2 separate regions of the Mus musculus genome follow, and region 2 is linked to region 1. The links are chromatin contacts, called in public Hi-C maps. All regions are on one chromosome and are shown on one strand. The core of a region is the stretch at or near the end of the contact, and the rest is flanking DNA. Distances in the headings are between cores, read along the strand shown.

Region 1 (7,072 bases), core at 67-2,566:
TAATGTTCTTATTGACAGCTAAAAAAAATCTCAAAAACTGTGAGGGATTGAGCTTCCCCCCCCCCCCACATATAAGTGAATATATTAGCTGGGTAGTTTCTTAGATGCTTTTCACAGAACATACAAAACTCTTTGGGGTAAAACAAAGGATGTTATTACTCAGAGTACTCGAAATAGGTGGAATATCAGAATAATAATATGAGGAAAGAGAGAGGGGGAGAGAGAGGGAGGGAGGGGAGGAGAAGAAGGAGAGAGAGGGGGAGGGAGGGAGGGAGGGAGGGAGAGAGAGAGAGGAGGGAGAGGGAGGGGGAGGGGGAGAGGGAGAGAGGGAGAGGGAGAGGAAAGGGGGAAGAGTGGGGAGAGGGAGGAGAGGATGGAGAGGGGAGAGAGAGAGAGAGAGGAGAGAGAGAGAGAAAGAGAGAGAGAGAGTTTACTAAGCTGGAATAGCAGCAGTGTAGACTGTGAAGAGGTATGGGCAACATCTGCACGTGGAGTAGATTATTTAACAGGAGGGGGTCTTGAGCATTATGAACCTTAACCCATTGTGATGGGTAGTGAGCACTTCTTTCCTTTACAGGTTCAGGGTACCCTTTCTTTGGAAAGACAGCTCAACAAAGGTCAGTGTTTGTACTAACAAGGGTTAGGGTTAGGATTGAGGTTAGGGTTAGGATTAGTGCATCTTTTGGAAAACTGTCCTCAACAGAGAGCTCATAGATGTCTGTGGTATCTATGCCTATTGAGGCTCCTCCATCTGAACTGCCACATACTATATCTCACCACCTCCCATTTCTGCTTTCACCCCAGGCTTGGAATTAGGCATGGCATCTTTATTTTCATGCAGTAGGACCCTTGAGGAACGAATGCCATGCTCTTTGCAATTGTGAAGTTAACAGAGTAATCCGGGAAAGGGAAATAACTGGCCTGAGAGCGAGGGAAGGCAGTGAGCCTGGCTGCCCCAGCTATGGGAAGGAGAAAATCACTAGGTGCAGGGAGAGGCAGCATGTGGGGTGCAACAGGCAAATCAATGAGGGACCACAGGCTTGCTCTGCAACTCCTCTAATAAAGGTGATGTATTGTGATAGACAGTTAACTGACAGGTTGACACCCACTGTTGGTGACAAGCAGGTTGACAGTAGAAAGCCAACGAGAAAGAAACGAAAGGGGGAGAGATAGGAGGCATCCCACATGGTTTAAGTGTAACTGCGTTTGTTATTTTTTCTCTTGAATATTTTTAATCCATCACTCCAAGCGCGTCAGGGACAGCTCTCTGTGTCGACTTACAAGAAATGAAAGTGTGAGTCACAGGATGCTGGTAAGGCTAAGGCTCTGGAGGAAGCTGCCAGAGAGAAAAGAAACCAAGCTTGCACACACAGAGGTAGCTGCAAAGATAAAGATCCTTGCTTTAGGAAAGTCCCTCGAATGTAGTGAAACAAAACATGTTATGTAAAGGTTGAATGTGAAGATTCTGTCTACATTTTACAGAGAAACTTAATCCCGCTTGTTCTTAGGTGAGGTTGGAAACTCTACGGGCACCAGCACAGGAGAAGGGGACCCTCACTCATCCCGGTAGACACAGGAGGTAGTGTCTTCGAGCCTATTCTTCATGGAGCTTTTTAATTTCCTCAGCATCCACACAGGGCTTGACCAACTCTTGCTAACAGCACAGTAGACAGAAGGATGAAAGTGAATGATATGCCCTGAACTTGATCAGTCTGTCCCGATGTACAGTGACGTTCCATTCAGTTGACAGAGCTGAACGAGTCCTTCATGAAACCCAGGAACCCAGCGACTGGGGAAAATAAAAGTATTTGTGTTTAGGCATGTACTGCTCACACAGGGATGGTGGGGACACCTGCTTTGAATCTTTCATGCGGTAGGACTTTGTCCTACATGGGAAAGGAAGTTTGCTGAAGACACTGCCCCACAAGTCCTTTTATGGGGGGTTTGTACTCTGCTATGTTTAATTAGCAGCTAAATTTCATTATAGAACACTGTGGACTTTTCTCAGGGATTTAGATGTGAGATCCAGCATTCCTGAAGGTCAGCCGCATGATCCTGTGGATGTTCCAGAATCTGTGAATATGATAAGGTTGGATCACAGATTAATTAATAACTGTAGATTGTAAGTCACATCCCAGTCTACTCTTCTTTCCCAAGGAAAGGATGACTCAAGTTAGCACTAATCAAAAAAAAAAAAAAAAAAAAAAAAAGAATTCTAGGTAATTTTCTTTTTATCTCAAACTCCCAGTATCCTCTGGTCCCCGCTGCTCTGATTTGGACAGCATCCTTCCCTCTTCGTGGTTTCTCCGTATGGCGTATGAACATGACCATTAACCTCACACAGATATGGTTCAGTAACTACTGCCCTACTGTCTTCTCTGAGGACTGGCCTTGTAAATGTCAGCTGTCTCAGCCTGGAGCCCTCTCAGGTTCAGGATCTGTTACTGTGAATTGTGCCTGTTCAGCTGGCAAGCATAAACAGATGCTGAATAGTCCTTTGCGTTTGCTTGAAGACAAAGCCAATGATGACAGTGAAGGCCTTCTGCAACAGCTTATTACAAGTAAGAGAAGCAGGAAATTTATTCTGCAGGTCCCCTCCTTCCAAAAGGGCTTCTCTTATGCATTTAACGCCAGAGAAGCAGAGGAGGGAACCGCATCCTTTGTGATGTGCAGAGAACATTTCTACTTATGTATTCCATCATTGTGTGAAATCCAGCATGCCTTAAGCCGTACTCTCCATTTCCCCCATCACAGCAGCGCTTCTGATTAGTGTTCCTATTTCAGATTTATTCCCACAAGCTTCCAAAGCACAAAACCCCTGAGTCATTCCTCGCTCCTGCCTCCTCCACACACCCATATCCAATCACTAATCAAGTCCTGTTGTTTCTGCCTTCAGAATAATTTTCATATCTTCCTTTTTCCGTTGCCATGGATACCATCGAATCTCCCCTTTTGCTTCATGCCTGGACAACCGTGGTAACTTCTGGAGTCTCTTGACTCCACTCCAGCCCTTCCACAGCTGCTGCAGGACTGACTGCTCTTGCTATGCCAACCCCTGCTCAGGGACCTTCAGTAGCTAGCTCCCTTCTGTTCTTCAAGTCCAAAGTCTTTAACTCCCATGGCCTTGTGGAGCTGACCATATTCAAAAGCTCTCTGTTCATTTACACGAAGTTTTTTGTGTGAAATTTAGGAGGGGCCTCCGAGCTAGGATGCCTTTGGGGTGCCTTCACGAGTAGCTTGCACTGCCAGAATGCAGAGGCTGTAGAGAACAGGGAAGGGCTGTCTCCCGCCCCCAACCACTTAGAGCTAAGGTAGCGTATTGCAGTCGACCTGCTCAAAATGGCCACTCTGAAACTCTATTTTTTTTTCTTTTGGTGTGTGTGCATGCATGTATTCACATATGTGCACATGCAGACATGGGTGCATGCTTATGTGCATGCAGGTGTGGAGGCCAGAGGTCATTGTGGGTATCTCCTCAATCACCCTCGACCACAGTTTTAAGACAGGGTGTCTTCTGAACCTAGGCTGATTATGCTAAACTGACTGACTAGTCCGTGGGCCCCAGGGATCCTCCTGACTCCATCGCCCGAGCTCTGGGATCTCAGGTGTGCACTGCCAGGTCCTTTTATGTTCATATAGGGTGGGAAGGAGGTGCTCATGGCTTTTCCGGAGCAGTCTGTACCTTCTTTTACCCATAGCCTTTGACTCAGGTGGCTTTTAAAAAACTTTCTGAAATATACCCTAACTTCCTTGTGACTGGATGATTCCTGTTTGCTCCTCAAAATTCATGAATATTAATTCTGTGGGAAGTCCTTGACCCCGCAGCTGGGAATACTCTATGTTTGATGTGCTCTTACCACTGCACAGTTTAATTTCTCAGCCTTGACTTGAGGACCTATGGTTAGCCACTCTGCACAAAGACTACGCATGCTCTTTTCAATATTTTTTAAACATTAATTTTGTCCCACTTTGGACTTTCTGCCAATTCTAGAAAACAGTACACACGTATCATCAATGTAACTGTCCTTTAGATAAATCACTAGTCATTCTAAATACCCTCTCATCTCAAGAGTGATAGGATCTGCCTTCGGAAACGCTTGAGTACACAGGAGTGTCCTGGCCATGCCGAGGAGGTAAACGGCTTGCATGTTGTCCTCTGTGTGCTTGCGTGCTCTGGCTACATCTTCTGTGCTTGCATCATCTGCTACTGCTTGCCAAGTGGTCTCTGTTTACATGTAATTGAACATCTATCTGGCTTTTGGAACAAGGGTGCCTTCCCACAGTATAATGCATGGTGACATCTCTCAGAGAGCATGCCCAGGTTCAGCAGGCTGCACCCCATGCTGTCTCTTTCTGTTGCCTCAGACTCCCAGAGACTCCTCCATCTGAGGTCTGGCTAATATTTAGGTGGAATAAATTCATCATACAGCATTCGTGATCTGCATTTTCTGAAATACCTAGGAGTGTCAAGATCCCCTCCATATCATATAAGTGCCAAGAGGTCATTGGGTGCACAACAGCACACTCATCTCTGCAGGTACTTCTCCACACTGTGCTGCTCTGCTGTTGAAAGGCTAACTGGACAGCTCAGGCAAGAGAGGATAGAAGAGCTGCTTGTGGATTTTTATTTCATTATTGATTATGGTGAAATCTGCCTGCCTCCACACAAGCGCCTGACCCCTGTGCTGAGAACATACTCAGAGGCCCATGATCAGTCTCTTCCTTCATCTTTATCTCTAGATCTTCTTGTCTGACTGTGCTGCCTCAAGTCACAAGTTCTTTTCACTTTCTTCTTAATCCTTAGATAAATATCAACCCCCCACAGATCATAAACATCTAGACTTTCTTGTATCTAGAGCTTCTGATAAAGCTGTCTTCAGTTCCAAGGTGAGCAAACACATTCATGGCTGTAATTTACCATGGGCTTCAAAATCTTCACTTGCAAAAGCAAAGCTTTGCTTTTGAGTTACAGCAAAATCTTCCCAGAGCAAACAGTTCCTCAGTAGAAGACAAGAGAAGGTCACTAATGCATTACAAAGATGTTATCTAGCAGTAGTCTAACACCTGTGCTGCATCATAATCACCATCTCCCCTGCTGTTGTCCCTTCTAGACTGGATCACCTATGGGGGTATGTCCTGCTCATTGTGGGCTCCTGATATAACACGACAGACACTTCCTGGTAGGGATCGGTGCATGCGCAGAGGAGAGATGGACAAGACCATTTTGGAAACCTCTGTGTTCCTAAGCAACGGGCTTGACAGTGATTGCTGAGGCATGAATTTGCAGGCCTGCTGGCTAGTCTTTATAGCGGTCAAAAATAGACACGTTCTGTGTTGTATTCAGCTGCTAAGCAGTGTGTGTGTATGTGTGTGTGTGTGTGTGTGTGTGTGTGTGTGTGTGTGTGTGCACGCGCGCACGCACAGAATTCTTATTCTCGTGGAGCTGTAGAGGGCTAGTGCTAACCTGTATAGATAATTCCAGGAATCTTAAAACTCGATGCTCACATGGCAGCATAATGGCAGCGTGGAACTGTCAGCTGTTGAACTCACAGGACATACCAGCGCTGGTCTGGGAGCGTCTCATGCAGCATCCGAGCGTTCCTGGGCTCCTGTGATTATCCTCATCTTAGAAATGAGGAAATGCCAAGAGGTCAAGGGCTTTGTCTAGAGGTCACCCGATCAGAAGGAAGCAGAGCTGGGGCAGGAACATGGTCTCATTAGCAGGTGGCTGGGGTCCATCTGGCAGTGCTTCTAAATGATCCTAGCAGGGTATGCGTGTCTAGATTCTACCTATTGCATTAGAATCAAGCTGGACATGTCTGTTGTACATCTCAGGCATGAAGTCTTGAGCAACCCTGTTGATCAAATGAAGGAAGGTTTTCCTCAAGGAGTGGGATATGCACAGAGAAGTTCACAAGCAAATTCATCAGAAAAAAAAAATCCTGGAACAATCCACTAATGAACAAAGCCATAGACAATCTGTTTCCATGCTTTGCATGGCTTTAAAGAAAAAGCAAAGTGTTGCTTTGCAGAAACCAATGCTTACTTTTTCCTGAATAAAATCTGTCTGTAAGATAAATGAGAGAGATCAAAACGAGGCCACAAAAGTGGAAATCGCATGCCAGTCCTGAGTGAGTCCTGAGTCTCAGGTCCTGAGTGCTCTTCCTCAGCCTCACCCCTCAGGGAAGCATTCAGTACATTTGTTGCACCATATATGTAAAATCAGACTTTTATTACATTCTGGTGTAAGACAACCAAACAACCAAACAAACTTTTCTTATGTCTTTTTTGATTAGATATTTTCTTTATATACATTTCAAATTTCAAATGCTATCCCGAAAGGTCCCCATACCTTCTCCCCTCACCCCCTTACCCATCCACTCCCACTTCTTGGCCCTGGCGTTCCCCTGTACTGAGACATATAAAGTTTGCAAGACCAATGGGCCTCTCTTCCCAGTGATGGCCGACTAGGTACATTTACACAATGGAGTACTACTCAGCTATTAAAAAGAATGAAGTTATGAAATTCCTAGGCAAATGGATGGACCTGGAGGGCATCATTCTGAGTGAGGTAACCCAATCACAAAAGAACTCACATGATATGTACTCACTGATAAGTGGATATTAACCCAGAAACTTAGAATACCCAAGATATAAGATACAGTTTGCAAAACACATGAAACTCAAGAAGAACGAAGACCAAAGTGTGGTCACTTTGCCCCTTCTTAGAATTGGGAACAAAACACCCATGGAAGGAGTTACAGAGACAAAGGATGGGCCATCTAGAGACTGCCAAACAAACTTTTTAAAAAAGTATCTTAAAAAGCTGTTCTCAAAATATCAAGGTCCCCAATGAAGGAGCCAGAGAAATACCCACGGAGCTGAAGAAGTCTGAAGCCCCATAGGAGGAACATGAATATGAACTAACCAATACCCTCAGAGCTCCTTGGAACTATACCACCAGTCAAAGAAAACACATGGTGGAACTTGTGTCTCTAGCTATATATGTAGCAGAGGATGGCCTAGTCAGTCATCAATGGGAGGAGAGGCCCTAGGTCCTGTGAAGGCTCTG
Region 2 (6,620 bases), core at 2,092-4,591, 69 kb after region 1:
AACTCTTACATATTACTAAATCCAGCCACAGCACATGGTACAACCTTGGATAGCTCTGGAACACAGCCTCTGTGCTCTCAGAAAGCACTTCCCAAAAGATGTCACCTCAATGATGCAGGTCTTTTCTTAATCACCGCTAATTTCTTAGCACCAGCTAACCAGCATCAATAGTCCCAGTAATGCCAAGGTTTCACTTTAGTAGTTCTGGTATCTTGTTAATCACAGCTGATTCTTCAGCCCCAGCTAACCAGAACCACAGAATCTTCACAATCAAAATAGCAATGGCCTTGAAAAGAGTCTTTAATCTTTCCTCTGAAATTTCACAAGCCAGGCCTCCATCTTCTGCACTGTTCTCAACATTATCTTCCAAGCTCCTACACAACATCCCACAGAGCTCTTAACACTGAATGGATCTTCTAGCCCAAAGTTCCAAAGTCCTTCCACAGTCCTCCCCAAAACATGGTCAGGTTGTCACAGGAATACCCCACTATGTTGGTACCAATTTGTCTTAGTCAGGGTTTCTATTCCTGCACAAACATCATGACCAAGAAGCAAGTTGGGAAGGAAAGGGTTTATTCAGCTTACACTTCCATGCTGCTGTTCATCACCAAGGAAGTCAGGACTGGAACTTAAGCAGGGCATGAAGCAGGAGATGATGCAGAGGCCATGGAGGGATGTTCTTTACTGGCTTGCTTCCCCTGGCTTGCTCAGCCTGCTCTCTTATAGAACCAAGACTACCAGCCCAGAGATGGCACCACCCACAATGAGACCTCCCCACTTGATCACTAATTGAGAAAATGCCTTATAGCTGAATCTCGTGGAGGCATTTCCCCAACTGAAGCTCCTTTCTCTGTGATAACTCCAGCCTGTGTCAAGTTGACACAAAACTAGCCAATACAGTGGCCACACAGGTGCTCACATCAGGCTGTTCCTCACTATCCTCGAGTCTCCAGTTCTCCTCTCTTCATTGTGTTCACATAGTTCTCCACCATTTACTTGTTCTCTTTAGTGGCACCCAGGGTCTCTGAGTGTCTGGGTTCATCTCAGGAGTGGTCTCAGGAGTGCTATACCTCCCTGTGCAGTGTGACACCAGATAGGGGTCATCTCAGGTGTAGTTTGCCTGCCAGGGTCTGTGAAGCACTGGGCAAGTGGTCTTCTTAGGCTTGCTCATTATCTTGTCCCCATGGAGACAGACTGGTGATCATCTTGGGCTCCCTCCTGCCTGGGCTGCACAATCTCAGGGAGGGGTCATCTTGTCCATGGGCTTTCTCCCTGCCCTGGACACGTGGCGTCTGGCAGAAGTAAGTGCTGGACTGGTGGTTATCTCTGGCCTGCTCCTTACCTGGCCCCAAGGCAGCAGACTGGCAATCAGTCATCTTGGCTCACTCTGTGCCTGCACCCTGTTGGCCCCAGGTGGAGGTTGTCTAAGGCTGTCTCCCACCTGAAATACAAAGTCACATTTTTTTTTTTTTTAGAATTAATTTTTTTAATTAGGTATTTTCCTCATTTACATTTCCAATGCTATCCAAAAAGTCTCCAATACACCCCCCCCCCACTTCCCTACCCACCCACTCCCACTTTTTGCCCCTGGCGTTCCCCTGTACTGGGGCATATAAAGTTTGCAAGTCCAATGGGCCTCTCTTTCCAGTGATGGCCGACTAGGCCATCTTTTGATACATATGCAGCTAGAGTCAAGAGCTCTAGGGTACTGGTTAGTTCATATTGTTGTTCCACCTATAGGGTTGCAGATCCCTTTAGCTCCTTGGGTACTTTCTCTAGCTCCTCCATTGGGGGCCCTGTGATCCATCCAATAGCTGACTGTGAGCATCCACTTCTGTGTTTGCTAGGCCCCGGCATTGTCTCACAAGAGACAGCTATATCTGGGTCCTTTCAGCAAAATCTTGCTAGTGTATGCAATGGTGTCAGCGTTTGGACGCTGATTATGGGATGGATCCCTGGATATGTCAGTCTTTAGATGGTCCATCCTTTCTTCACAGCTCCAAACTTTATCTCTGTAACTCTTTCCATGGGTGTTTTGTTCCCAATTCTAAGAAGGGGCACAGTGTCCACACTTTGGTCTTCGCTCTTCATGCCTATGAGTTGCATGCGTTTAACAAATTGTATCTTATATCTTGGTTATCCTAAGTTTTGGGGCTAATATCCACTTATCAGTGAGTACATATTGTGTGAGATTCCTAGGCAAATGGATGGACCTGGAGGGCATCATCCTGAGTGAGGTAACACAATCAGTTTTTTATTATTTTTCATTTTTTAGTTAACTTGTGAATGTGTATGCTTGTGTGTATATGGAAATAAAACAGTATTTGCTACTTAATGCACAGGGCAGACTGGAATTCAGGAGACTATGATCACTGCCTAAAGAACAGAAAGTGTTATTTCCTAAAATTTTGAGCAGCAGGACCCTTACATACATGATCCTACTGCATCCCCCTGGTCTGTCTACTCAGTGCTGTTCTCACTTAGAAAGTCTAGAAGGGAGGTAGTTAGCAAATACCTGGGATTTCAGCTCAGAGTTGTGTGAGTCTAAGGCACTCTCTCATCCTGCCTCAGAAAATGCCAAGCCCAGGTGATGTATTTAAGGGCTGTGGTGTCAGCACTATTTAACATTTTTAGATGTTACTTAGCAGAATTGAGGAAATTTAATATATAATAAAATCAGATATCCTCAATCATCCAACTTATATTTATTGTGTTCCTACTTTACATGGTCACAGAGCAGATAAGAGCCAGCTTTTATCTGGTCCAGTCCCTGTTCTATAGATGCTTACAGTGGAGGGTTTGGAGGAAGGAACATAGATCATGGAATACAAACTGTTGAGTGTTGTGATAGGGTTGAACACGTGACAAGTCTCTGCTCAGCCATCAGAAGGTTTTAAAGCTTCTAGGACAGCTTGCTAGGGTAGGAGGAATGACTGTGTGAGAGCTGTGAATTCATAGAAGGATCAGAGGACACAATAATGAAAAAGGTGGAGGTGGGGGTGGGAGTGATAGAAATAATTTAAGCAGAAGAACATAATGGTAGGGACGTAGCCAATGTCACAATCCGCCTCGAGTGGCCTTAACGTATTGCCTAATACTTGCTACACTTGTTGGGACAAGAGAGTGTGTGTGTGTGGGGGGGGGCAGTTATTGGATGTATGGGTAATTGGGCAACATAATCCAGTAATTACTCTGTGAGCAAGAGATGAGAGTTATTGACCCAGAAATTCCCTGTAAAAGGCCTTTCTCTGTCCTTTCAATTCCCAGAGACAGCTTGTGCTGATGTCAGAGGGGAACCCTGCGCTTTCACCCCTCCTGTCTAAGTAGGTCAGTATTTGCTGACACTATGAGAGTCTGCGTTATTTCTCAGTCTGCTAGAACACTGCACTAATGAGGAGCAGGTCATGGGTTTAATCCTCTCTTGGGCCTCTTAGCTTCCCTCTGTTCTGTAGCCACAGACAGCACCCTTAACCCTGTGATGTGTCTTCTCAAATGCCAGCAGCCGGTCCAGAAGGCTGGTGAGACCTCTTAGACAGGTGAGAGAAAACTCATCTGTTTCCAGGCCCTTGCCAGGGTGTGGCTTCTAGCGAGGATTCCAGTGACCTGGCTTCATAAGTGTGACTGTGGCTTGCCAAAAGTGATAAAAACATTTATCTTATTGTATCTCTCACCTCAACTCCTACTGAACATTTGCAGAAAGGCTATTATTAGATTTTTTTCCTCTTCAGTGGAAACTAAAAAGATTTATCAATTGGGAGTGTCTTACCAAATTATCCAGTAAGAGGACCCAAGGCACTAACCCACACACATCCAAGCTAAATTTCAAAAATCCGTATGTATATGCAATCATTTTGAAACATAATCCATCGTTCCAGAACTGAGCTGGGCAGCTATGTGCTCATCACACAACTAAGCAGGGATAAGTTCACTCAGTGAACCTGGCTAAGTCTACTTCACTATCCATCCAATCCACCACTATGTATACTCTTGTGAATCCTTGAGGCTGCTCACCAGAACTAGAGCATAAAGTCATGTTACAGAAGACACTACACACCTTGATTGTAAAATATAGAGAAAGCAGGCTGGATTTTAGCTGGGAACATTCTCTCTGATGGCTAGCCTTCAATATACCAGAGGGCACCAAGTAGGCTGTTGGAGCAGAAGGGATATTGTTGATCTTGCCAACTATGAACCCTATGAACCAGAAGCTCACTCTGGGCGCGATGTGCCAACCTGTGCAACTGCCAGTGCTGTGAGGAAACCTGACTGCTCTCGGGTTAGATTGGAGGCCTGCTCTGTGGAGGGGAGGGGAAAGGGGAATCCACACTGGTACCGTAAGCCCAGCTAACAATCCAGCTCTGGGCTAAGTCAGAGACACTTCTTTACCATGAATGGTGTTAAATTAGAGACTTACACCTGCCCAAGATACAGAGAATGAATGAGGGCCTCACAAGTGGGAGGGGCTCCCTTTGGATTTCCTTGTTTGCATCATCTCAGGCTTGTTAATTTGGGAGAAAGGGAACCTGATCTTTGAAGATTGTGCAGCTGATGAGTAGAAAATACAAATTAGAACCAGCCTTTGGTGCTCATGGCTCCCAAGTCCTTCACAACAGCTCTATCAACAACTAGATTCTCTAGCCTTGAACAAGGAGTGCTTCTGGGAACTTGTTTTCATGAAGAGACTCCTGGTAAAAGCCATGTACATTTTTTTCTTCTTTTATAATAAATATGTGTTGTGCTTAGTGGGTATATCTGAGTAGCTGTCTTTTGTGCACTTACAACTTTGACATGTATATAACATGGGAAATGGAATTGTTACTGAACATGGGCACCTTTTAAACCTTCTTCTAACAGCTAAATGGTAAGGGCTAAGATGGCATCCTTTGCGAGAGCAACGTTTACACGAGGGTTTCTTCCTAGATGTGTTTCCTTTGCAGAGCCTGCTCCCTGGGGGCACGAGGCCCATGTTCTCGCAGATAAGCATTAGAGAATCCAGAAATGTTGAACAGGCAGCAGAAGGGATGTACACTTTCCCCAGCCAGAAGGCTGGAGTAGATATTGTTTAGTAGCTTTGTGGTTCTTTCCTCTCTGTAGAGCCAGGCCTTGCCTAGATAACCCATTCCTGTGAAAAGCGTCCCAAGTACTTTGCTAAAGAGTTTTCTTTTGTGCTTATTACAATCTCTTCCCCCTTTATGTTCAGCGCTGTTTCTGAGCCAATAGAGCAGACTATTGTGGAAGAAGTCATGTGTGCTGTGCAAAAGAGTTTCAGGGCAGCCTTGCCTGAAGCTTTATTGTGATAATTATCATGAGGAAACTTCCCCCAAAGTTTTATTGTGTTTAAATATGTCAAAAATTAAACTGCTTGATGTCAGACTCCAGAAGTTTGAAGCAGCCCAGCTAAGTTGTACTGAACCGAGTTTCTTTGTTAACTCCTGAGATTCGTTTCTCTGTGGGTGCAGAGCTTGTTGGGACCTTCAGACTCCATGGTGGAGAGCTACACTATGTATGGGTCTTTACCCTGCACGCTCAGGGCACAGTCTACCTTTTGTGAGCATTAGTTTCCTTTTAATTTCTCTCCCTCTTCCCTCCCCCTCCCCCTCTCCCTCTCCCTCCCCCTCTCCCTCCCCCTTCCCCTCTCCCACCTCTTCTTTCTCCACCTGTAGAGGCCAGAGGTTACCAGCTATTGCTCCTCAGGTACTGTCCACCTTGACATTTTTGAAACAGGGTCCCTCATTAGACTGGAACGCACCATGTCAGCTTGGCTGGCTGGCTATTGAACCCCCAGGATCCACCCATCTCTGCCTTCCCAGCACTGCCATTACAAATGTATACTGCCATGGCTGGCTTTTTCATATGGGTTCTGGGGATCGAACTCACACTCCTGTGCTTGCAAGGCAAGCATTTTTCCAATTGCCGTATCTCCCCAGCTCCAGATTTTGGTTCTTTGGTTGGCAAGGCAACAGAGCTAACCTACAAAGCCATCTTAGAAACTCATCCAGGGTTCGACTATTTGCTTCATATTAATGTTTTGTGGCTGTGTTGCTATAGCTAGTACATATACACAGCTGTAAGATGAAGTGTCAGCTGTTAAGGAATTCTTAGTTTATCAAGGAAGACAAAATACAAGTGAAACATGATATGTTAGTAGGTGCTGGGGATCCAAATGGTGGGGGTAGGGGATTGACAAGACCTTAAGTGGTTTCTGGAGTGATAACACACTATCAGGCTCCAAAAGAAAAATTTATCAGTTCATGGGTGGCAGTTTTGGCAGAAAGGGAGGTGCTCAGCAGAGGGAGAGGATGTGATGAGCACAGTGCCTCTGGTATCTCTAAATGAATTTGACTGGGACTCAGGGGACATAAGGTAGTGTGGACAGGTAGACTTCTGACCATGAAAATGCCATTCCATCTCTTGTTCACAAGGGAATCTCTATGTGACAGTGAGGGTAAGAGGTATTAATTTATATCTAAACTAAAAAAACCAACTCAAAGTACAAGGCTGACTGCTGACAAATCAGTTGTCCAAGATATTGTGTCAGTTCTATGGGGGTGGAGGGGTGCAGAAGAATGGCCCGCCTGCTGACGAAACCTGCTCTCTCCGACTGTGGGAAGGAAACAGCT

Evidence for each region. Hi-C and Micro-C count contacts between places; a contact is called where the count stands out from the background.
Region 2: a contact with region 1 is called in a Hi-C map of uterus, with 2.8 times the contacts expected there. The contact joins two enhancer-like sites. A contact is called at or near these places in 1 of 39 promoter capture datasets (the 3T3-L1 cell line), 8 of 484 Hi-C or Micro-C datasets (CD4 T cells, Th1 cells, bone marrow-derived dendritic cells and 4 more), 3 of 115 datasets of contacts at active chromatin or transcription factors (CD8 T cells, bone marrow-derived dendritic cells and embryonic stem cells) and 1 of 9 other capture datasets (liver).

Annotation. Positions count from the first base shown.
Region 1 is chr9:13,893,380-13,900,451 of GRCm38.p6, forward strand. No RefSeq gene overlaps it. Among named protein-coding and RNA genes, the nearest start is that of Fam76b, 69 kb to the left of the region's middle. Within about 2 kb of position 1,317, at least 90 of the 459 cell types and tissues checked have an H3K27ac peak or open chromatin away from gene starts, as enhancers often do. A contact at or near this core is called in uterus, where this site is marked.
Region 2 is chr9:13,960,235-13,966,854 of GRCm38.p6, forward strand. No RefSeq gene overlaps it. Among named protein-coding and RNA genes, the nearest start is that of 1700019J19Rik, 130 kb to the right of the region's middle. Within about 2 kb of position 3,342, at least 13 of the 459 cell types and tissues checked have an H3K27ac peak or open chromatin away from gene starts, as enhancers often do. A contact at or near this core is called in uterus, where this site is marked.